Linked DNA regions of Pan troglodytes: regions 1 and 3 are each linked to region 2. The links are chromatin contacts, called in public Hi-C and HiChIP or PLAC-seq maps. All regions are on one chromosome and are shown on one strand. Each heading gives the region's core, a stretch centred on a gene start, on an enhancer-like site or on the middle of the called end of the contact. The rest is flanking DNA. Distances are from core to core; before and after follow the strand shown.

What was found. A called contact is a pair of places that touch in the nucleus more often than the background predicts. HiChIP or PLAC-seq counts read pairs in DNA pulled down with a chosen protein or histone mark.
Region 1: an H3K4me3 HiChIP or PLAC-seq map of stem cell-derived excitatory neurons shows a contact between it and region 2, with 2.8 times the contacts expected there. The contact joins the promoter of FANCI here to the promoter of MFGE8 in region 2. A contact is called at or near these places in 1 of 7 Hi-C or Micro-C datasets (stem cell-derived neural progenitor cells) and 1 of 1 datasets of contacts at active chromatin or transcription factors (stem cell-derived excitatory neurons).
Region 3: a contact with region 2 is called in a Hi-C map of a lymphoblastoid cell line, with 3 times the contacts expected there. The contact joins the enhancer-like site here to the promoter of MFGE8 in region 2. A contact is called at or near these places in 3 of 7 Hi-C or Micro-C datasets (induced pluripotent stem cells, a lymphoblastoid cell line and stem cell-derived neural progenitor cells), 1 of 1 datasets of contacts at active chromatin or transcription factors (stem cell-derived excitatory neurons) and 1 of 1 other capture datasets (stem cell-derived neural stem cells).

What each region holds. Positions count from the first base shown.
Region 1 is chr16:81,041,205-81,044,066 of NHGRI_mPanTro3-v2.0_pri, forward strand. It overlaps FANCI (FA complementation group I), which reads left to right and starts at 1,584. Exons shown (of 38, transcript XM_510581.9): 1 at 1,584-1,724.
Region 2 is chr16:80,707,617-80,710,502 of NHGRI_mPanTro3-v2.0_pri, forward strand. MFGE8 (milk fat globule EGF and factor V/VIII domain containing) reads right to left here and starts at 1,348. Exons shown (of 8, transcript XM_001165898.8): 1 at 1,126-1,348. The coding sequence starts at 1,198.
Region 3 is chr16:80,964,782-80,967,945 of NHGRI_mPanTro3-v2.0_pri, forward strand. All of the region lies in intron 6 of ABHD2 (abhydrolase domain containing 2, acylglycerol lipase), which reads left to right. Among named protein-coding and RNA genes, the nearest start is that of RLBP1, 72 kb to the right of the region's middle. Within about 2 kb of position 1,815, at least 2 of the 24 cell types and tissues checked have an H3K27ac peak or open chromatin away from gene starts, as enhancers often do. A contact at or near this core is called in a lymphoblastoid cell line, where this site is marked.

The DNA.
Region 1 (2,862 bases), core at 334-2,833, 330 kb after region 2:
GCATATGTAACACTTATTAATGCAAATGGAAAACACAGATGATGCATTCGTGCAACAAGAGGAGACAAGAACCCTGAGGCATCAATGCCAGTGGGTAGACACACAGGCAATTCAGTAAGTACGTCTGGGATGCGCCAGTGGAGGCTCGGAGAGGCTAATGAGCTTGTTCTAGCTACCCAGACCCACAGATTGATGGCTGAATCCCAGAAGCAGCCTGGGAGATTTTGTGGGGAGATGAGGCAAAGTCATCTATTTCCTTGGCAAGGTAAAGGATTCCTTTCAGGAATCATCTTCTACCTCAAGCTGCCGTGTTTTAGTTAAACATCGCGGCTCTGTATTGGGACAGAAATGTAGAAGGAAAAAAATGCTGAAGGGTCACAAGCAAGGAGCAGGTCTAGACAGCTGAGAGGAACCATTCTCCTCCAATAGCTCTGTTTCTTCAATAACTGGCCATGTAGACCCGTTCTACCCCCGAGGGCTGGGAGTCGAGTCAGGTTCCAGACTGAATGCTCCCTGATCTTAGCATTCCTTCACTTGCCATCCCACAGGCACCTCAAATTTGGTGAGTCCAACTCTGAAGGGCTCATCATCACCCCATCATCCTTTTCCTGTGCTCCCTGTGTTAGTCAACTGCAGGATTAACTCCCCGCCCCCCAACCCCAGTCGCTCAAGCCTGAACATTCCTCAACAACGCCCACACCCCCTCAAATCCGGATATTTGGGCTTCCTAAATCTCTACCTCCTAATCTCTTTCACATGCAGTCCACTCCTTTCTGTCCCCATTGCCAAGGTTGGGCCACCACCACCTATCTTTGGGACAACTTACAGTCTTCTAAGGGGGGTCCTGCCTTCGGTCCGCCCCACCTGGCTCATCTCTTTTGAACAGTTTCTGCGGTACTCACCTGCCCGAGACAGCAGTCTACAATGCGAACACAGTCATGTCCTTCCCCTTCAGCGGTTCCCCACTGTCCCCAATATGAAAAGGAGTTAGAAACCCCTGTCTTCCCACTCCCACCGAGCACCTTCGCCTTCTGAACTGGCCAGGGGCTCTGTTGCTTGCTCGTTGCTCTCAGACCCTTTGCGCAAGGTGCTCCCTCAACCCAAAATAGAATCTCGGCCCACCCTCTGTCGGTGTTCGCCCCACTGTCAGTTGTTCATTTAACAAATATTCGCTGCTTTTGCCAGGCTATGCAATAAACGCTGGGGTTACGCAAGGGGAGCGCAAAACAAAACAAAACAGAGAACAAGCAAAAACCACAACTCCCAAAAGTCCATTAAGACCCCTAGCCACAGGGGGCTTACATCTGAGGGGTTACCGTCCCTTGGCACAAGGTGGAGTATGAAATCCGCCTCTGCCTTCCAGGCTTTTCCAGTGCCAAGACCTGCGGGGCCACCAATTGTGAGTCCCCTCCCGCACTGACTACTCCCTCAACAGGACACGAGGGAAGCTGAACCTGTCGGGACACCGCGCTGGGCACGCTCAGGTCCCACCGCGCGTGCTCATCGGCGGTCCCGAGCGCGAGTTCGGACAGGCAGCGCCCCCCTCCGACTGTGAGCTGGGACGCTCCCGCACGCTTCCCGGCACCCCTTCAGTCTTCATGGTACACCCTGCCCGCAGGCACCCGGACGGCGGAAGTGAGCCGTGGGGGCGGATCTTGTTGTTACGGGTAACGGAAGTGTGGCGGCCTTGGGTTGAGCGGGCTTTTTGGAAGTTTGTGGCGAAGGTGAGGCCCGAGGTGAGTGCAGAGCGGCTCGCGAGTTGCTCGGGCTGTCGGACTGGGCCCCTGGGAGGGAGCGGTTCTGTGGGGGAAAGGAGGCTCCTGTCCTGACTTGGCGTTCTGGTATTTTCTCTGGCGTGGAAAACGCGCTCCGCTGTCTCCCGCCGCCTGCCTCAGCTTTCGCAGTTCCCTCCTAGGGGAGTGCCTCGGTCGGAGCCCCTTCTGTTAAATTCTTCCCCCTTGGCCGAGAGTCAGCTCTTACTTCTGAGAAATTTCCCTTAACCTTGCTTTGCATTTGTTGTCCGGTCGCGGTCTCCATCACCAGCTGCTTCGTGTTATAGTTTTTGTATTTGCGCTCACGGCTTGTTAACTGAAGAACCCGGAAGGGAAGGCCGCGGCGTTTCCCGCCGGCGGGGCTCTGCCATTCTCGGATCTCGGCTTCAGATCTCTGATGCTCCCCAGCGTCTCTTGGCAAGGAATCTACTTCGCGTTCAGGGAATTCACAGCCACCCGCCTCTGGTCTTACCTCTGGTTTTAGGATGATTTTAGCAAATGTGCCTAGGTTGATTTAAACGTATTCCCCTCCGAAGCCGCCTGCCCCTTCTGGCTGGACACCTTTTTAGGTTGGTGTGTCCTGTTTGCATCCGGTAGTTCAAAGCATGGGATCTTGGAGTCTGGAGCTGGACAGACTCGGGTTTCACTTCTCTCTCTGCCACTTGGTAGCCTTCTAATCTTGGGGGAAATTCCCTAATCTCTGAATCCCAAAAGTTGTTCATCCAAAATGGGGCTAATATTACACCTACCTAGTAGGTGGTGTTGTGGGCGTCATGTTAATGAATGTAAAGTGCTGGGTTCGGTGTTTTCCCTATTATAGGGGTTCAATAATTTGTTCAACAAATATTTGTTACCTAGTTTGAGCTAGTTACTGTGCTAAGTGCTGGAGATACAATGATAAACAAAACCAGCTACGGCCCGTGTCCTTACGGGACTTATAGTCTAGTGGGAGATAACATTTGTTAATCTGATAATTACACATGTAATATTAAAAATTAGTGACAGTATGTAAGAGAGTTTACTGGTGCCATGAGAGGATGTACTAGGGGAACGTTTAACCTAGACTGAGCTTTTCTTTTTTTTTTTTGAG
Region 2 (2,886 bases), core at 98-2,597:
CGTTACCTGTGTGGAAGATAGGTATGGTGTTTCCTCCTTCTGGAAAAGGCCAGATCACCCTGTATAAAAACATCTTTGGGACTTCAGAGTCCTGCTCTTTCGGGGACTTTCCAGTAACATTTGGCCAGAGTTCAGGTTGGGGGGTACAGGGAAGAGTAGAAAGGGGCTATGAAGATCCAGCTGTCTTTCATGGTGGCCGGGGAGGGCCAGGAGCTCCCAAGTTCCTGGGAGCTTGGAGCACTCTGGAAGCTCTAGCCCCGAGGGTCAGGCAGATCACAGGACATAGGGCTGGGGCTCAGCTGTTACCTACCTTGCTTCAGTCAATCCCATTTCTATGAGAAAATGATGGAGGGGCCGCCTAAAGAGTCCTGGCCCTGACCCCCTCCCAGCGCTCCACGGTGAATGGCACGGGGCATCCGCAAGTCCAGCCTGCAAGGGGCCCAGCTGGCCGCCGGAGGCCTCCTGGGAGGCGGAGGAGGACCAGGGAAGATACAGCAGCCGGCCAAGGCCGCGGGAGGGAGGGAGTCAGGAGACTCCCATCAGCAGGCAGCCCTCTTCCAAGTTCCTCGAAGCCTCTGGGTCCCCTCCCGGGCCCCGCTTACGGCCTGCGTCCATTGCACCGACTCCCCAGCCCTTCCCTTATGTGACCAGGCACGGACAATTGGGAGCGCAAAAATCCAATGAACTGTCCAGCCAACTGGAGTTGGCAGGGAGATGGCCAGGACAAAGTTATCCAGACAAGACTTATCCATACTAGAGTCCTAGAATCTCCCAGGTGGAAGGGGTTCGAAAGTCAAACGCAGTTCCCTGGCCTCATTTTTCACCAGGGAAAAGAGAGGCCCGACACAGCGGATTCCTTTGTCATTATCTGTAAGCCGCATCCCTGGGGGCGGCAGGGCTGTCACCCGATGTCCCGAGTCCCAGCCCAAAAGCCCCAGCGCAGAGACAGCAGGGCCGCATCCCCCTGTCCCGCCAGGGCGCAGCGGAAGAAGCCGCCCCTCTGCCCGGCCCGGTCCCCGGGGCTTTGTCTAAGTTTGTCAACAGTGGAGGTGGAGGGCGGGCGCCGGGCAAACTTCCGAGCGGCGCGGGGAGGAGGGGCGAGGGGCAGAGGCGCGATCCACTCACCCAGGGCGACGAGGAGGCTGGGGGCGCAGAGCAGCGCGCCGCACAGCGCGGCCAGCAGGCGGGGGCGCGGCATGCTGCGGGGACGGGGGCGCTGGAATGGGCACGCCGGGCTGCTCAGACCCCGCGGGGTTCTGGCGCCTTCTCCTCCGGGACCGGAATAAATCAGGCGGCTCAGCACCTCCCACTGGCCGTGCGCTCCGCCCAAGCTGGCCAGAGGCGGACTGGGGGCGGGGCTCCGCGGCTGCGAGGGAATTGGTTGAAAGGAATTGGGGGGCGCGGGGGTGGTCCGCGATATCTGCCTCTTCCGCCACTGCCACACCGGCGTCCCGCGTCGTGCCAACGGCCCGGTCACGAGTCTTGAGTCTGTTGGGCGGGAAAAGTTCAGGAGTTTTGTTTTTAAGATTTTTAGACTTGAAAAGATGCTAACTCTTTATTCATAATCAGATAGATGCAAATTAAAACTACAATGAGCATCGTGTTTCCCTTCTCGGATCGGCAAGTATCAAGATGTTAACAAGGTTAGTGGAGGCTGTGGGGAACAGGTCCAAGCATGTTTCGCTGAAGACAGTATAAATTAGTTCAACTTCCCTAGAGGGCTATTTGGAAACACCTATCAAAACGACAAATGCTGACACCTTAAGACCTAGCATTTCCACATAGAGAGATTCATTCTACAGAAACTCCCATGTGCAAAATGACAGATATACAAAGATAGCATAGCAACATTGTCTGAAATGGTAAAATACTAAAAAAAAAAAAAAAAAAAAAAAAAAAAAAAAAAAAAAAAAAAAAAAATCAGCAAAGATTTCTGTAAAGGACCTAATAGAAAATGTTCTCTGATATGTAGGCCCTGAGTCTCTGTAGCAGCTATTCATCTCTGCCTTTGTTGCAAGAAAAGCACCATAGACAAAATGCGAGGAAATGGGCACCTGTTTGCCGAAAGGGAATAAAACAAAGCAATCCTGTCACCGTTGACTTTTTACTAAATGATTTGTACTTATCATGTGCAAATATTACCTGTTTACAAATAAGTGATTTTAATAATAGTGTTTTGGCTGGGTGCGTTGGCTCACACCTGTAATCCCAGCACTTTGGGAGGCCGAGGCACGTGGAACACCTGAGGTCGGAGTTCAAGACCAGCCTGGTCAAGATGGTGAAACCCCGTCTCTACTAAAAATACAAAAATTAGCCGGGCGCAGTGGCAGGTGCCTGTAATCCCAGCTACTCGGGAGGCTGAGGCAGGAGAATTGCTTGAACCCAGGCGGCAGAGGTCCCAGTGAGCCGAGATCATGCCACTGCACTCCAGCCTGGGTGACAGAGTGAGACTCCGTCTCTAATAATAATAATAATAATAATAATAATGCTTCAGGCCGGGAGCGGTGACTCAAGCCTGTAATGCCAGCTCTTGGGGAGGCCGAGGTAGGCGGATCACTTAAGCTCAAGAGTTCGAGACCTTCCTGGGCAACATGGCAAAACCCTGTTTCTACAAAAAAAGAAATACAAAAGTATTCCAGGCGCATGCCTGTAGTCCCAGCTACTCAGGAGGCTGAGGTAGGAAGATCGCTTGATCCCAAGAGGTCGAGGCTGCAGTGAGCCACGATTGCACCACTGCACTCCAGCCTGGGCAACAGAGCGAGACTGTCTCAAAAAATAATAACAATAGTAATAGTAATAAGTGTTTAAGTCAGACTAGCCAACAAACAAAATAGAACAGTCACACATCTCCCCTCCTAGCTGTGTTGAGACCTAAGTTGGGACTAG
Region 3 (3,164 bases), core at 565-3,064, 260 kb after region 2:
TTCATATCTTGAAAGTTTTATCACCAGAAAATCAAGAGCCAAGTAACAAAGGATCTTATTAGTTTGATCTTGATTTAAAGAGAGAAAAAAATAGGATTAAAAACAATATCTTCTATGTCAAGTGAAAGGAATAAAAATAACCTGGCTCTGGCTCCCCAAAGGTAACGAGTCCCTTAGGATCATGAGCCTTCTAAGAACTTAGTACCCATCTCCCACCAAAACACCAAGCTGGGGCATTTGGCATTGAAAATGGCCTCGAATATTTAAATTGCTTTTTCCTGTGAGTTTAAACAGGGAAGAAGTGGGCCCTTCCCTTATTTCTAAACTCTTGACTCTCTGGCATTAGACATCAAGCTGTGAGGAAGTACGTGAAATCACAGCATTGAATTCTCTTGCTGGGAGGAGGAAATCTTTAATGTCCAACTGGGTTTAATACAGGAACTTTTTTGTTTTTTAAACTATCTTTTGGATTAAGGCTGCAGTGAACCGTGATCATGCCACTGCACTCCAGCCTGGGTGACAGAGTGAGACCCTGTCTCAAAAACAAAACAAAAATTATCTCTTGGGCTGGGTACAGTGGCTCACACCTTTAATCACAGTGAGACCTCATTTCTACAAAAAATAAAAATAAATTAGCTGGGCATGGTGGCTCATGTCTGTAGTCCCGGCTACTCTAGAAGCTGTGCCCAGGAGTTCAAGGCTACACTGAGCTGTGATCATGCCACTGCACAGCGTGAGCTACAGAGTGAGACCCTATCTCTTAAAACAAACAAACATATATACAAACAATCTTTTGGAACCTTAAGGTAAGGTCAGAAAACTTGGTCTTGCTTAGAGGACGGGACTTCAGTCTTAGAAAGGAGGGAGACCCCATCTCCCTCCATCTAATTACACATTCCAATTGAGACACTTTTGTGAGTAAAAAGGGACTTTATTAATAATGTTATAATAATTCATAACTTTATTAATAACTGCATCAGAACAATACATTCCAGGACCCTCTTGGAGAGACTAGGATGTAGGGTTACCTACCTTTAGCATGCGTAGAGATCACCCATGATCCAAGACATCTCACTGTAAGAGCTTCAGGCAGTGATTTTTAAGGAACTTCTATTTTGTTTTTACTGCTTAATATCTTACAATCTTCTATTAGATCATAAACATAGGTGTTTCGATAAGCTTCTCATATCTACCATTTTCATTGGTGTAGACTCAATTTTGAATTGTATTCATAGTTATGAATTGTGTTGCCTCTGCATTAAACAGTTGAGTTTCATAATGGCAGAAGGGTACAATGGGAAGGGAGGAGGAAGAGGTGGGTGAAGGGAGAGAGAGAATGTGAAAGTGAAGGTAGTGAGTTTGCAGAACTCAGACATCGTAGTAAAACACCTGGCAAGATCGTCTGCTGAGAGCCAGGGGCCAGGAGCTTCAGGAAGTGTGTCAGGGAGTCATATCCAAAGCAGAACAGTGGCCAAGAGTGGTGAGTTCTGCACTTTCAGGATGATATCTGAATACTTAAACCTTTAGCCATAAGAGGGCAGTTTTAGGCATCCTATACCTGGGGAAACAAGGCTGAAAACACTCATTTTTTAAAATCCTTATTTCAGAGATAAGGGCAAGGCCAACTAATTTGATAGCACAAAGGGGCCTTAACTTTATTTCTACAGCTATTGTATTCCTGGATGACTCAGCTTTACGATAGTTTCCCCTTGACTTTAAGAAATGACTCACATACTTTTACTATGGAAGTGACAGGGGCTGCTAGGCCCCTAACCGCCCACCTGTCAGCGAGCCATGTTAGCTTAACTGTATTTTTCTCTTAGGCTAAACTTAGTGGGAAAGATATTCAAGTACCTCTTTCATGTCCCCTGCTTACTCATGCTGGCGAGTACTGTGTGCCTTCATTCCAGACGATTCAAACTTCCTTCTTATCCACCTGACATTTTGTGGCATATCCACAGATGCCAGGCATGGGCCTGGCATGGAACATACAGAGATGACTCAGAGTCTCCATCCACAAGGTAACACCAAGTCTCAGGTCCCTGTATTTTAGCCTATTTAGTCATGCTAGTGTCATTTGGGGAAGTGGCTGTTGAAATAATAGCATTCAGGCAGCCTTTGCCTTGTCCTTCTTTAGGTGTAGGGGCTTGAGAAAAAGGTGAGGGGTCTTTCCTGTTCCCAGCAAGTTGCCTTTCCAAAATGGCCGTGCAATACTCATCTGTCTAAGGCCCAGCTAGTGTTTCAGATTTCATCTTACTTTAAAAAGCGGCAGCAAGATTATATAGTTACCTAGTGCTAATCCCATAAGAATTAAATACATAGAGCCTCATTTAAAAACAGATTAACGTAGCTGTTAGTAATAACAGGCCAGGGAGAGGCCCAGGCACTAAAGGTGTTTGGTAACTGACATCAGGGGAGGTCCCAGGAGGACCTTCCAGAAGGCTGATCCTGGAGCTGGGCACCATGTCTTTGCCCTTCCCTTGCATGGGAGAGGTGGCATCTCTTCACAGAACATCCAGCAGTCTGTCTGACATCAGGCAGGGTTGGCCCTTTATCCAGATCAGATGTGTTTGGATTTAATTAAATTGAGGCTCCCAAAGTGCCTACACAATTAGCTGTAATTGCTCCTCAGTAGTGTAGCAAATCTGAGTTTTGTAACTGTCCCAATGACATCTGAACATCTGCTCTAGGTCTCAAATAATTAGTCTCAAACCTGAGTAATGATAGATGGGTCTAAAAGGAATCAAAGCTGGGTGCAGTGGCTCACACCTGTAATCTCAGCACTTTGGGAAAGGAAGCCAAGGTGGGCAGATCTCTTGAGCTCAGAAGTTCGAGACCAGCCTGGGCAACATAGTGGAACCTCCCAGGCAAGTTCCCCCATCTCTACAAAAAATCAGAAATTAGCTGGGTTTGGTGGCATGTGCCTATAGTCCCAGCTACTCAAGAAGCTAAGGTGGAAGGACGTCTTGAGCTTGGGGAGGTCAAGGCTGCAGTGAGCCATGATCATGCCACTGTACTCCAGCCTAGGGAGACAGAGCGAGACCGTCTCAAAAAAATAAGAATAAAAATAATAAAAGGAATCAAATGGTTGGGGGGAGTAAGATGTTTAATAATTGAAGCATAAATCTCTGGAGTACTATTACCTAAGTAGATTTGTGATATAA